Regions from separate parts of the Mus musculus genome. Here all the other regions are linked to region 1. The links are chromatin contacts, called in public Hi-C maps. All regions are on one chromosome and are shown on one strand. The core of a region is the stretch at or near the end of the contact, and the rest is flanking DNA. Distances in the headings are between cores, read along the strand shown.

What was found. A called contact is a pair of places that touch in the nucleus more often than the background predicts.
Region 2: a contact with region 1 is called in a Hi-C map of brain, with 3 times the contacts expected there. The contact joins the enhancer-like site here to the promoter of Runx1t1 in region 1. A contact is called at or near these places in 1 of 15 datasets of contacts at CTCF or cohesin (pro-B cells), 12 of 484 Hi-C or Micro-C datasets (adipose-derived mesenchymal stem cells, brain, cerebellar granule neurons and 4 more), 5 of 115 datasets of contacts at active chromatin or transcription factors (astrocytes, cardiomyocytes, craniofacial prominence and 2 more) and 3 of 9 other capture datasets (embryonic stem cells, embryonic tail and embryonic trunk).
Region 3: a contact with region 1 is called in a Hi-C map of cardiomyocytes, with 1.7 times the contacts expected there. The contact joins the enhancer-like site here to the promoter of Runx1t1 in region 1. A contact is called at or near these places in 3 of 39 promoter capture datasets (the 3T3-L1 cell line, cranial neural crest and embryonic stem cells), 1 of 15 datasets of contacts at CTCF or cohesin (pro-B cells), 6 of 484 Hi-C or Micro-C datasets (the HL-1 cell line, the N1E-115 cell line, cardiomyocytes and 2 more), 5 of 115 datasets of contacts at active chromatin or transcription factors (cardiomyocytes, craniofacial prominence, embryonic basal ganglia and 2 more) and 1 of 9 other capture datasets (embryonic tail).

The regions. Positions count from the first base shown.
Region 1 is chr4:13,782,567-13,787,225 of GRCm38.p6, reverse strand. It overlaps Runx1t1 (RUNX1 translocation partner 1), which reads right to left and starts at 2,444. Exons shown (of 11, transcript NM_009822.3): 1 at 2,085-2,444. The coding sequence starts at 2,091.
Region 2 is chr4:13,246,730-13,251,388 of GRCm38.p6, reverse strand. No RefSeq gene overlaps it. Among named protein-coding and RNA genes, the nearest start is that of Gm46880, 34 kb to the left of the region's middle. Within about 2 kb of position 2,673, at least 18 of the 459 cell types and tissues checked have an H3K27ac peak or open chromatin away from gene starts, as enhancers often do. A contact at or near this core is called in brain, cerebellum and forebrain, where this site is marked.
Region 3 is chr4:13,265,984-13,270,642 of GRCm38.p6, reverse strand. No RefSeq gene overlaps it. Among named protein-coding and RNA genes, the nearest start is that of Gm46880, 14 kb to the left of the region's middle. Within about 2 kb of position 2,557, at least 9 of the 459 cell types and tissues checked have an H3K27ac peak or open chromatin away from gene starts, as enhancers often do.

The DNA of each region.
Region 1 (4,659 bases), core at 1,195-3,694:
GCAATAAAAAGAGGAACAGTGACACCAGGTTATACAAACACAGTTTTCCTTTTAAACTTCTACCTAGACTGCTTTAGTAAAATTGCAAAGCTACCCCCACGATGGCTAAAAAGAAAGTCCATTAATATAAATATACATGAATGGATGAAAATATGCTAGAACATATTAAGAGGTAGCCCATCTGATAATAGATTTTTAAAAAAATACAGATGGGTGTCAAAAAATAGCCAAGTATCAGATCTGTTCAAGTATGGTCATCCTGGAACATGCTCACAGTCACAGCTGCTGCTAGTCTCTGCATCCAAGTACAAGATCTTCTAACACAGTGGGAGAAAGAGGGAGGAAGGGAGGGAGGGAGGGAGGGAGGGAGGGAGGGAGGGAGGGAGGGAGGGAGGGAGAGAGGGAGGGAGGGAGGGAAGGAGGGGTCCAGAGAATGAGAGAGAGAGAGAGAGAACTAGGGGAGGGGAGAGGGAGAAGGAAAGGAAGAGACATAGGGAGAGAGAGAGACAGAGAGAGAGACAATCAGAAAAACAGAGACTGACAGACAGACACACAGAGAGCTCAAACTTCAGAACACCACTACAGAACCAGTCAGGTATTAACAACTTAACACTAAAGCCAACTTCCAATGGCAAAGCCTTAAGTACAATTCAGTGCTTTGGAGCTTTCTTTAAAAGTCATGTGAGGAATCAGGAGAAGAGGTCCTAACTAGTACCCCTCCCCCTTTGTCACTGACAAGCAGATTTGGTTCTATTTTACCAAAATATCACAGACTCTGGTGGGTGCTGCCAGACCATGTAATACTCATCTATTAAGAGCATAAAAACAAAGAACCTATGAATTTTTATAAATTTCCATGAAACTGTGCTCCAATGGCCTTGTAAAACAACAACAACAACAACAACAACAACAAACAAACAAATAAAATACAAGCACTTCTTCACCAGTTCTATATTATATAATAAGGGCACATTTCTTCCTCAGTTACATATTGCATATAAATCAAGCTGAGAGCTTAAAGAGTTAAAATGACCTTTCTAAGACCTCAGTTATTATCTTTTTTGGTAATTGAATTTCCCCATATTTCAGCTTCTATGCATTGCTAGTCCCCTGAACAACAGCAACGGAAGTGCAATCCTGGGCAAACTTGTCCTTTCTGCACACATATCAATAACGAGGAGAGCAGACTCCAAGACGTATCCTAAAGGGAAAACACTCTTCAAACAACTGGCGATACCTACACACAACTGTGGTTTCAGAAAGCTGGCAGATAATGTTTCAAAACACCATCTGGGAGGTGTGCAAACTCTGACCAAGCACGGCCTCTTCTGCCTGCCCTACCCAAATAATCTGCATGCGCCAGCCAGCTGGAGGATCTCTGTGTGCCCTGCCTTTATCTGCTCTGCATTCGGCACAGGACAATTTAGAGAGTTCTGGAGAGCAGCAGAGACAGCCCTTCTCCTGCAGCAGGCTTCACAAACACAGTTTTCCCTGGCAGCAATCACAGAAACACTTCAGTTTCCAAAGATAATATTTTTCTGGAGAATTGTCATACACTAAATTTCCAGGGACACAGGAATGTCACTAATTCAGCATACTTCTTCTAAATGACCCGATTTCAATTACTTACATGATAACATCTAAGGACTATGATTTAGAGCGAGAAATTCCTTCTAGTGCCAAAGCTGCCTTCATTTTCTTTGACATAAACAGCTCTTCAAAGACGTTCTCCAAGAATTCTACCATAATCTAAAAACTCTCTCCACAGGCAAATAACCAGCAAAGAAGTACAGATGATAGTCCAGAGACCCAGAACAGAAAACACTTCTCAGTGGAGCTAATCCCCTGTGTAAACTGCTCAGGCAAACATCCACGGCTTCCTTCCCCTCAGTTTCAAAGGAGTATCTCCCCATATCCTACACCCCTAAATCCAGCTTTCTTTGTGTCACCTCCCAATCACACCTCTATCACCCCACAGCCTCTCCCTGCCCTCATCCAGTACAGCAGTCGTGGTGCAGTCGGCATTTTCCACGCGTTACAGAAAGTAAAGCTTCCTTCCTTGCAAGAAAAGAGGACTCACTCACCAGGCATCCCGGAATCCAGCGTGTAACACACTGAAAGCAACTCTGTGTTAAGAGGGAGCGCGATGCGGGCTCATGCCTCCTGTTCTGGAATGTGCGGGGCGGTGGAGAGGAGGGCCATCAGAGGGGCTGGGGCGGCATGGCCCGAGGCAGGGTGCTGGGCGCGTGCGCCTGCCAGGCAGAGACAGATGGAGAGCTGACACTCCGGATTGCACTTGGAGCAGAAATGTGCAGGATGACAGGAACACATGTGGCCTTGAACCCAGCCCTGTCTCTTCAGGCAGAACAATGACAGGGACGTGTGTACAAAGTATCACAACTCCTGTCTCCCTTTCTCCACTCTTCCTCCTGCCCCAGTTCCAGAGCACCAAAAAGCAGAAAGTGAAATGCAGAAAGATAAGCTAAATGCTGAATAATTCATTCACTATCACCACCCCTTCCCAGCTCCAAGTTAACCCTTATTTTGCCAAAAGATGGCAATGTTGACCTGACCCCAACTCACACTGAAAGCTGTCCTTCATCTTCTAATTTTAACAGGCATTACTGGGAAGTTTGGTTTAAAACAAACAAGGGCACAGACCACAAAGCTTTTTTTATTGATCTGGAAACCCCAAACAACCTAAAAACCTCTTGTAAGACCGGGCTGTGCCAGTTCATCGCCCAGCACAAAGTATGAGCAGAACACTTCCAGCTTCCCAGTAGCGTGGGTCAAACAGAACACTTTTTTTCTGAGGCAGAATCTAACCGTTTTTAGTTCACTACAGTGCTTTCAATCCACTGGGCTCCCAGGTTGATTTGCTCCAAACACTTTCAGCTTACTTTCCTCTACTTTACATAGAGATCCACAGGAGACAAAAACAAACTCTTCATTGTAATGCCTTTTCAAAAGCTAAACAATCATGCCTTTTTGGGAAGGGGTGCTGGGGGGGGGGGTGCAAGGGGGGCTGGGGGGGGAGACACCCTTAAATGTTTCTCCTGACTGTGAATAACACATACCCAGCCTGGTTCAATGGACTCTTCCCTATTAAGCTTTAATGGACACCATGATATATAAAACTGGGAGCCTTTGTTACAGTGCTTTATCTAAAGCTGCCTATTTCCTTCCCAGCAGTGTGTCTTCAGTCCTTTGTAAAACATCCTTGCCTCATAGGAGAAACACAAGCCTGCCTGCCTGCCTGCCTTGCCCGCCTGTTTCTAAACACACAAAGATGCCAGGCAGAAGGAAAACATTATTCTCTTCTAAAACTCTTCTTCACAATTTAACACTTGGGAACTCTTCTCTGGGTCTGTGTTTGATTGTTTGTTTTAACAACAGGGCTCACATGGTGGTCAAGCCCTTGGGCTCTCTACCTTTCCAGTGTACAGCCAATCCACTAGACACACACAATTCTACTAAACAATTCTACTCAGGACTGACCAGCCAGCCAGCTCAGTGACCATGAAGAGGGACCGGCCCCTTTAACTCTTGCTATTCTGGCAGTGGTCCATGTGTCCTTTGCTTATTCGACATTTTCCATAAGCTTTCATCAGGTTGATTTTTCTCCCCTCCTTGCTGCCTTCAAGAACTACTAACAGACCCCATCTGAAAACAGGCAGTGATTTTGACCTCTACCCACTGCCTCCCTGTCCCTTCGCCTGAGAGGGCTTCAGAGCACATGCACACAACACACACCTTGCACAAACGAAAAATATATCATCTTTGATAAACAGCATCGATCAGTAAGAACTTCTACAGCCCCTGAACGCTGAACCTGAGAAGGGCTGCTTCAGCCAGTGAACCCCTCAAAAATCCATCTCTGTCAGAGACAACTTGTAAAAAGACGACAATTCATAGTGATTACTCTGTTCTGTCAAGAATAGTATACTACACTCTATTTATGAGGGCAATCTTTTTGTTCATCTTAGTTGGGTGTCACTTGTAATGAGGTTCTGTGTAATGGATTTCAGTTCTGTTAAGCAGCAAGCTCAAACATTCTTGTGACAGAAATTGTTATAGCATGCATGAGTGTGATCACCAATTAAGTGCTGGCATAAGGGCCTTTATGGAATCCAGAATCCTAAATCTGAAGACTTCCATTTTTTTAAGGAGTAGTTTTGAAAAGCCATTCAATGCTACACACCAATTTTTTTTTTCTTTAATACTATACCTATGGAAGAAAGAAAACATTTTCACAGTGGGGCACCCAACCTTTCATCAATATGCACGGTGAATCACTTCTAAAATAGAAAGTCATATGACAAAATGCAATACACGTCAAGAAAACTGGATGATATCTGGTTTCAAAACTGGGTCTTAATATCGGTACACTCCAAGGCCTGAAACTACAGCTCAGAAAATTGAACTTCCATATGCTGTGTGATTATGTATCTTTTCTATGTGTAAAAAGGCTTTTTAAGCTGTTATCTGACTACAGTAATTGCCACTTTAAATTGATCCACGTCAACAAAACCTGGATCCCCGGAGATTCTCACCTTCAAGTCTGATTGCAAAAAGGGCCTGGCTGAGCATGCATCTGAGGCTGGTTCAGCGTTTTCTCAAGGAGTCTGTCCCTTGCTTTCACCTAGAGACAGGCAAAGC
Region 2 (4,659 bases), core at 1,424-3,923, 540 kb after region 1:
TTTGAAGTTGGTTTTATTAACCATCTCCACTGAACAATTTGCTATCACCAGCCAGTGGTTTCTAAAGATACAGCAGAGAAATGTCCTCTCAGGGAATGGTATACGGTACTGCATACTGAGAAACAACAGAGAGCTTTAGTTCTTTTCCCTCCAGGAATACTAAAACGTATCAGTTTAACTTTTCAGTGACTTGGAAATGATCGGAAGCCTTTTCCTTCCTTCTTTCCTTCCTCCTTCCCTCTTTCTCCTATCTTTTCTCTTACTGTCTTCACATAGGGTCTCAGTCTATAGCCCAAATTAACCTGGCATTCTTAGCCTTTCACCTATTGATACTATAGGTATAAGCCACCATGTTCAGCTTGGGCAATTTTCAAATGAACATAAGTTTATGGTTTAAAAACAAAACAAAACAACAACAAAAAACAAACAACAAAAATAAATCAAAAGACACACAAAGCCAAAATAACCCCCAAACACTTTTCTTACCTTTAAAAGAGGTAAACACATACATGAGTCTATATAAGAGAAACAGCTGTATGAGCCCAGGGGGCAGATTTTTGTGACTCAAGTCAACATTTCAGTTGTTTTCTTAATTTACTTCTGTTTAGTCAAGTGAAAAGCAAACTCTTGTAAGTTCTGGGCTTAACTCAAATTCAGAAGACTTGTATACTTCATTGATATCAATATTGTTTAAATGCTGGGAATATAATTCAGTGAATAGAGTCCTTGGAGCATGTGCAAAGCCCAGGGTTTAATGTCCATCATGGATGAAAGCAGGTATCATGGTGCCCAGCTGGAATACTGCACTCTGGACAAAAAGACAAGAGAATCAAAACTTCAAGATCAGTCCTGGCTACACAGTGAGCTGAAGGGAAGCCTTGGCTACGTGAGACTTCGTTAGGAAAAAAATAATTTACAAAATATATATACAAATATGGAAAAGCATATACTTAAATGTATAATAGTGAAATAATTTAGTGAACAGTTTTTATAAATGTACTTTATAAAAATAATCAATGTTTTATAAATGTACTTCTATATATTATATTAATGTTCTAGATAGTTCAGACAACAACATCCAATGTTCCCCAAAAGTTAATGACACTAAATTTTTATAATGTCATTTGAGAAGACTCAGGAGAATCACTGATTTTGTGTTCAAGAGCTGCTGATTGGTTATGCTTTATATTAATTAATTTTGGAGTTTACTTGAATCACTGTATATGGCAATAAAAGGAGCCCAAAATTTGAGTTAGAGAGCCTACATCAAAGAACTACATAAAATAAATCAAATGTATTCTTCTAGACAAGTTTCTTAGTAATATGGAGCCTCAGATTTTTACTGATAATTGAGAAAGGTATTCATATATTGTTGGAAAGATTATGAGAGATAATATATAGAAAGTATTTTTATATTATGAACACAATAAGGAAAGAACCATTTTAATCACTAACAATAAGCAATATTTTCTTCTATTTAAGAAAAGTGACTGGAAGAATAATTCCTTTTCTCAGTCTGTTTTGGAAAAAAGAAACAAAACCTTAGTGTTATTATCAAAATCTCTGTTAAAAGAAGAAAAAATCTAAGGCATCTTAATAACTTCAGTTGACTACTAAATCTTTCTCATTTATGAAGACACTAATTTCAGTTTGTTAAAATAAACAAAGCAGTTATATATGCATTTCCAATTACTCAAAGATGAGACCTATTAGCCAATGGAATTAACATGTAGTAGTAAAATATATAAAGAGAAAGACAATCTTGAAAGAAATTATTTGTAAACATCTTTCCCACGAAACAATTATAAAATAAAGGAAGTATCTTAATCCCAGCATTGTTTTAAAGGCCATGATAAATTAGCAAGTGCTTTGGTCACTCTTGGTTTCTAAGGCTTTCTGAGATATTGGAGAAAGTAAAAGCACTAATATGAAGCTACATAAACCTTGGTATATTGTAATTCCTTAAATGACCAAAACAATACTGACTGTGTATGCATCTCTTCTGCAACTGGGGGTTGCCAAGTCCTGCTGGAGGATGAGTCTTCCACACCTTCTGACAGTGTCCTCTCTCTAAGTGGCAAACATTACAGGTAATCATTTCTATGACACAGCAGCCATGTTTGTCTATGGAATATTCATAGCAGCGAGTCTGCTGCTCAAAATGAGTGAAAGCTCTGTTGCAGATAGTCTTATCCAGCAAGAATTCTCTAGATTCTCAGGAAAATCTATGTGAGTGAGCAGGACTAGAGATGTGTCTCTGAAGTTGATGGGCTTCCTCCACTATAAAGGAATTCTTCAAAGAGAATGGACAGGAAGTCACTTCTCTATTTTTGGAACTCATTAACAAACAAAAGCAGACTATATGTGCCTTCCACACCTATGAACAACTTCCAAGTGACCTTTTATTTATATCACCACCACCCCCCCCCCCAAAAAAAATTCTCCGGTAAGCAATTTTCTATGCACAGAGTTATTCCTGTAGTTTGGCAGATGAGGGGCGGGGGAGGCGAAGAGGACCACAAACACTAAGAATCAAATGCAAGCTCAGCTCGTCAGTTCCTCTGCCAAAAAGTGCGCTGAAGCCAACGGACCTCCCACGTTCTCCATAGTGTGCTTCTGTGCATGGTGATCTGCAAATATTATCATTCCATGACAATGCAGTTTCATCAAGGTACGTCTCAATCCATGGGATACGAGTCCCACACAACAGACGGGGACTTTGGCGGAGCTGTGTGCACGCTGCGTGTGTTACTTACTGGTTATATTGCGGTGGCCACACTGAGTCCCGTATGGCGCAGTATTAACGAATGGCATGCAAGCACCTTCTGTCGAAACATCTGCGACAGGGAAATTTCAGGCATTTTTCCAGAAAATTTTTGTGCTCTGGACCAAATTTTCATTAGGACTCTGAAACCTGGCAAGCAGCATTGTTGTGTATGATTTTTTTTTTTTTTAAATAAACTGGGACATGCCTTTGTTACAGGAGCGAGGGAAAGGGCCCTGCCATGGCTCCCTTCTATTCTAAAAAGTTCAGGAAACATATGACAGCTCACAAAATAACATCTCCCAACTTTTGGCTTTTTGTCGACATACAAATAAAATTCACAGTTTGGGATATGTAGCTTTTCCCATCTCAGGGTAAGAGATTCCAATGGAGGCTTCCTCAAGAAACGGTTTGTGAGGAGGACATGCTAGCAACAGGGATGATTTGTTCGTGTTTCATTTTTGATGCTGGCTGCCAAAAAAATAAATAAAACAAATCCACGCAAGAGTTTTTACTTGTTTTAAGGGGACAGCATGTCCCAGAATTAGGAAAAATAAATCAAAGAGCAGGGTGCATTTTGTACATGCCTGCTTGAACTCATAAAACACACGAATCAAACAAAGAGCAGGCTTCATTAATGTCACTCACAGAAGTATGAGTTTTTTTCCATTTTCTTTCTTCAATAATCTCTCTACTATACTAATGGAAACTAGAAAAACACCCTTTCATAATTTTTAAATTCCCTATGCCCTTCTATAAACACTAATGCAAAGCAAACATGTTTGGCAGTTAATATGTGCATTATCATTATGTAAATAGGCATGTTATCATTATAATTCAATGATGTTGTTCTTGGTAAGCCCCCCCCACTACACATATTATCCAATTTCAGTCATAATGCGTATTATACCGCCGGGGCTTTATAAGCCCTCTAGATCACAGGGAATAAGTAGACTGTATATAACAAGAGGTTTCCCACATATGCACAGATACTGGATGCAGCGACTGCCAGACAGACAGAGGCTGCTTCCCATTGTTCAGTTCCACCACAGCAATGTGCGGAAGCCTGAGATTAGTATCCATTTTACTGTTCAAATTGAGTACCACATTATGACATTTTATACTGACAACATTATAAGTTGAAATGATACATTTAAACTCCATGAGATGACTTGATCTAGCACTAACGTAAAATAGGCTGTGTATCTGAACCTTATATGAACTAGGAACAACTCATGTCACAGTCTGTTTGGAAATGTTACAGTGTTTGCATAAATCCATTGCTTATGCATAAGCACCAGGGAACCAGAATCCTGAGGCAGGCAGTAATCTATAAAGTTCTCACGGCGCTTGATAAGCATGCAAGGTGCATCGTACATCCTCCTTAGTGAATTGCAAATGTTTATGCAAGAAGGAGCACATAGCTGCATCTTGCATGAAAAGATCAGCAGAGATTTCTTTAGTAGGGATGGGAAGACAGCAGAGAAAGAATTGGCAGAAGGAAGATGAAAGGCTTGGTATATCATTTAGTCTATTTGGGCTCTTAAAACAAAATCTATTGTAAGAAATAGATTTGGAGGTTTTTAATCATCATAGTCTGTGGTCCAAATTACTCGACTTATCACTATTTTTTGTCTGTTTGTCTGATTTACCTATAATAGAAAGGGTTAAGTCATTAATGAAAGGATGCCGTGCCTCATTGATTCATAGGTTCTTTGTTTTTATAGAATCAGTAGCTATGATGTCTGAAGCAACAAAACAAATGATCAAATGATGTTTTCCCCCCTTTGTTTAAATAATGCTGTCACTATTCTGTTTCACATTCTTAAGGAGAATGCTGCTTGGCTCATTGTTAATCTGATAAGACAGCATAAATTGCTTAAAGATTCAATGTC
Region 3 (4,659 bases), core at 1,308-3,807, 520 kb after region 1:
CACTTCATTTCAGTCCCCGCTTTCCATTTGAACTAAGGAATTCAGTTAGCAACCTCACCTACCTGGTGACCAAAATACAACCAAAATTTCCTAAAGCTTTGAAGCAAAACAAGAGCAAGTTCTACACTCTAAATAACTGCTGTTTGCTATGTATTGCTAGAAATGTATAAATCAAACCAGAGATTGTAAATTTAACCACTTTTACTTAAGTATTTTCGTGTATTTTATGGCCTTCTATTTTAAGTCAGGGTTCCGTAAATAGTTATTGAATATTTTCATGATAATAAACATGTGTTTCATAGCATGCCTTACCCTTGAGAGGGTTTTATAACCATGCAACAATGAAAAACATAACGGATTTCTGAACGTTTCCATCAGTACTCATGCATCATGGGAAACAGAATGGAGATCAGCATTATTGCCATGGGCTTGGAGTTGCCATGGCCACTAGTTATCATGAGAAGTAGATTTGGACCACCCATCCTTACTTTTGTTTAGAAGTAGATTTGGACCACCCATCTTTACTTTTGTTTTCACTCTGTGGCCTTTTCTAAAGTGAGCACTAGTCAACATGATTGATAGTTGCGGGAAATATTTTTTTTTAAAAATTGATCTGTCACGCTCTCCCACTTGTGCCTCTGCCACAGCAGCCTGGCCTACCATGCACTGGCTGGCAATGGCCAACTTGTTTTTATCTTGTGGAGGCTCTGACTCAGAACTCCATAATCTCTCCACCTAGCTCGCTAAGTTCCCACTCTCAGGTCTTTACACTCCAGTCCCAATGCCTCATTTTTTTGGGGGGTGCACATCTGCAGCCATACCTTTCTCTCTTGAACCCAGACGAGCTGTAGTGTGAAGGAAAACGCAACACAAACTAAGTTCAGAAATAATGGGAATTCAATCTCTGGATGCAACAACTAAAACCTCATCTTGTAGGCCTTATTAAAATCTGATTCAGAGCAGAAGGGGTCTGCAACCCTATAGGTGGAACAACAATATGAACTAACCAGTACCCCTAGAGCTCATGTCTCTAGCTGCCTGTGTAGCAGAAGATGGCCTAGTCGGCCATCATTGGGAAGAAAGCCCCCTAGGTCTTGCAAACTTTATATGCCCCAGTACAGGGGAATGCCAGAGCCAAGAAGTGGGGGTGGGTGGGTAGGGGAGCAGGGCGTGGGGAGGGTATAGGGAACTTTCGGGATAGCATTTAAAATGTAAATAAAGAAACTATCTAGCTAGCATGATGGCGCACGCCTTTAATCCCAGCACTTGGGAGGCAGAGGCAAGTGGATCTCTGAGTTCGAGGCCAGCCTGGTCTACAGAGTGAGTTCCAGGACAGCCAGGGCTACACAGAGAAACCCTGTCTCAAAAAACAAAAACAAAACAAAACAAAACAAAACAAAAACCCGAAAATATCTAATAAAAAAAAAATCTGATTCCTTCGGTGGTGAATCCTTTCGGATCTGCCGTGATACTGGGAAACTCTAGCAGTTACATCTTACCCTCAAGCTGTCCAAAAAGAGACCTGACTGGCTCCTGCTTCCTCTCTTCCTCCATCCAACCCGGAAGTCCCGCCTACTAGCCCAGTGATTGGCTCTTTTATTCATTAGTGGATTAGTTCACAAGAACAGCACCAGGCCCATCCAGAACAATTGAATCTCAAATGTCTCATAAAAACTGCCAATTCCAAATAACCAGAAGTAATGGAAACACAGCAAAACAAACAAACCAACCAACGTTACAAACAGTCCAACAGACAGACATGATCTTTACCAACCAACATTCACAAACAGTCCAGTTGACAAGCATCATCTTTGGAATATGCTTAGCCAATTCTTTAGGATGTAAAATTTCTTTATCCTGGAGTGTGGAGACATGGGTTTCACATGGCTTGCAGGATTCAGGACCATAAATCTATAGTAATCTCATTTGGGTAAAGGAGTGAGATTAAGGCCAACTCTCCACCAATTCTGCAGGAAGTAATGTCCTGCTTTGAATTCCTCTGACTGACTTAAGGAAAGATCAACCATTTCCAATATTTTGCTCGACTTCATTCCATGGAAGCCATCTTTATCACTGACTTTCCCTCTTGTGCTTTCTCTTGCTTATTCCTAGAAATTTCCTTTATCCTGGCTTTCTGAAGTTCTCTCTACACAGTTTCTGATCTCAGTTCCCTTTCCTGAACTGCTATCTCCAGCTTAGTATTCTTCTCTAATGAATTTTCTCTCTCAATACACTGCGCTCTTGTTTCCTAAGCTTCTTCCAATCCCAGCACAATGTATTCCTAATATCTTCCTGATCTAAGTCTTCAGCGTCTGAATTTTCCTGATTTCTTCTTGTTCCCTGTCCTTTTAAAAAGTCTGTTTTGTCTCAAATTGGTATTTTAAGCCCCAAATTTACATTTAAAGGGCATAAATAACCCTTATCTACAACCCCTGTCAGGCCCTTCCTTTCCTTAGAGTTCAGCTTCTTTGTTTGCCAAGTGAGGTAGATGGGAGAGATCTGAAAAGTCTCTTTCAGCATAAACACCAGGGCCCTGCAGACATTAGACACTGTCCTGTTCGGTATGTGTAGGTTCATTGGGGTTACTTACCACAGAATAGGTTTTTGTGTTCCATAGTGTGTCTTGAGCACTTTGACCCTCAACACATTAAATGATCAGCTGGGTCATAAAAGGAAGAGGCAGAGAGCCAGTGTGCCACATGTACCTGTGTCTGGGCTCATAGCCAGGCCTGCTTGGGAGGACAGGAAGCGGCAAGAGCACAGGGAAATGTTCTGTGTGAAGTGACATGGGGCCGTGTTACACAGGGTCTTTGTGAGACTCCACAAATAATGACCAAAAGTACAGGGACTTCACAGAGAAAGTTAATGAAAGAGAGAAAAAGAAAAAAAAAAGAAACTTTAAAATTCAGAATGAAAACAATTAAAACAAAAGAGCAGAAAATGGAGAGGTGGGTTTTTGTTTTAGCTCCAGTAAGATTATTTTCTCAGATCATGAGCTAACCACCAACTAGGCAGGGAGCTAGGCGGTTACCAGATCTGCCAGGCAGGCAGAGATGGATTTATTTATGTGTGTGTACTGTGGAATGAGACATGAGTCCAAATCTTTAGTCTTTCTAGTCCCTAAGACAGAAACCTTCAAAAATCATAACTCTTGAATGCCACAGGCAGAAATGGCCACATATTTCTTCTTCCTAAGACATTTGTAGGCCGCTTTCCACTAGATTGCTAGATCATTGATGAATCTATAATATCAGGTACAAGGAAAAAAATTATATTCCCTCCATTCTATAGCAGACAATGCGTCGACTATAACTTGTCAGTTTCAGAAAACAGCTCTTTGTAAACAAGCAGAATCCTTGCAAAGGACTTCCTGATTCTTGAAGGGAAAACTTGTAAACTTTACGTATTCTGGGAGTTTATTTTAATTTTATTGAACCATCTTTGTTTTTAAAATAAATAAACAAACCATTTATGTGTATGTGGGTATGTGTAATTTTTGAGAAAAGGCTAGCCTCTTCTTTGGGGCAAACATCTTGCCTCAGCCTCCAAGTGCTGAACAGGTGAGAACTACCTCATTCTGCAGCTTGTATGCATGCATGTATGTATGCATGTATGCATGTATGCATGTATTCATGTATGTATGCATGTATGCATGTATCTAGTATTTATATCAGACACATATGGGCTATAAGGCTTTCTGGAAAATGAATGACAGATGCTTAGATTGACACACTTTTAAAGATAAATCCACAATAAAAAAAGACTCTGTTTATACAAGTAAGTAGCTATCGTTGCTATATCCCTTTTCCAGGTGGGCACATAGAGGTTTGAAGTGATGTAATAAGTTGAAACTGGTCACACAAAGCAACAGATAAGGCTGGGGTTTAAACTCAGCCTCACTGACCTACAGTGTATTGTTAACTGTTATTCCAGCATTCTTCCCCAGATGGTGAGAAGAGTGTACTCATTGCACATTAGCAACTTGTAAGTACTTAGTAAATTAATGATGAGACTGTGACATAATGAGTCTCTTGGCAGTTGCTAGGTGACCACCTGGCATCTCCCTGCCCTCCCATCTCCCTGCCAACTCCAGTCTCATCTTCTGAAACTAGATCATTTTCTTTCCTTGTTTCTTCAGCAGTTTCCTCTTCCTGATTTGTGTGAACAATGGTCACTTGAGATTCTGGAAGAGGGCCCTTCTTTGACTCTTGACTTACATCATTTATTCCATATTAAGTGAGTATGCATATTATAGATGACACTATAAGAGACAGTGAGAAACATAGCTTACATCATGGAGTACTTACACCAATGGAAATACCTCTTTTATATTACTTGTGCTGATAGTTATTCAAAATTAATTTGAAAAGTTAGAGAAAAGGATTTGGATGGTTGAGGTTCAAGGAACTTAAGAAAATGAATCTCACTTCAAATATGTTAAAAGTCCATATAAAAAAGAATTTTCACTGATTGATATTTGACTAAATTAAAACACAGCTGAACTCTTCAGCATGGCTTAAGGGGAAAAAAAAAGTGGAATTAATACAGACGCCAAGGACAAAACTATCTGGTACTGGGTGTCTCCATGTCAGGGAAAGAATGCCAGACTGCTTCCATTAGTCTCACACGCCCTTCCCTCCACCCCTCCTGGAGGAAAAC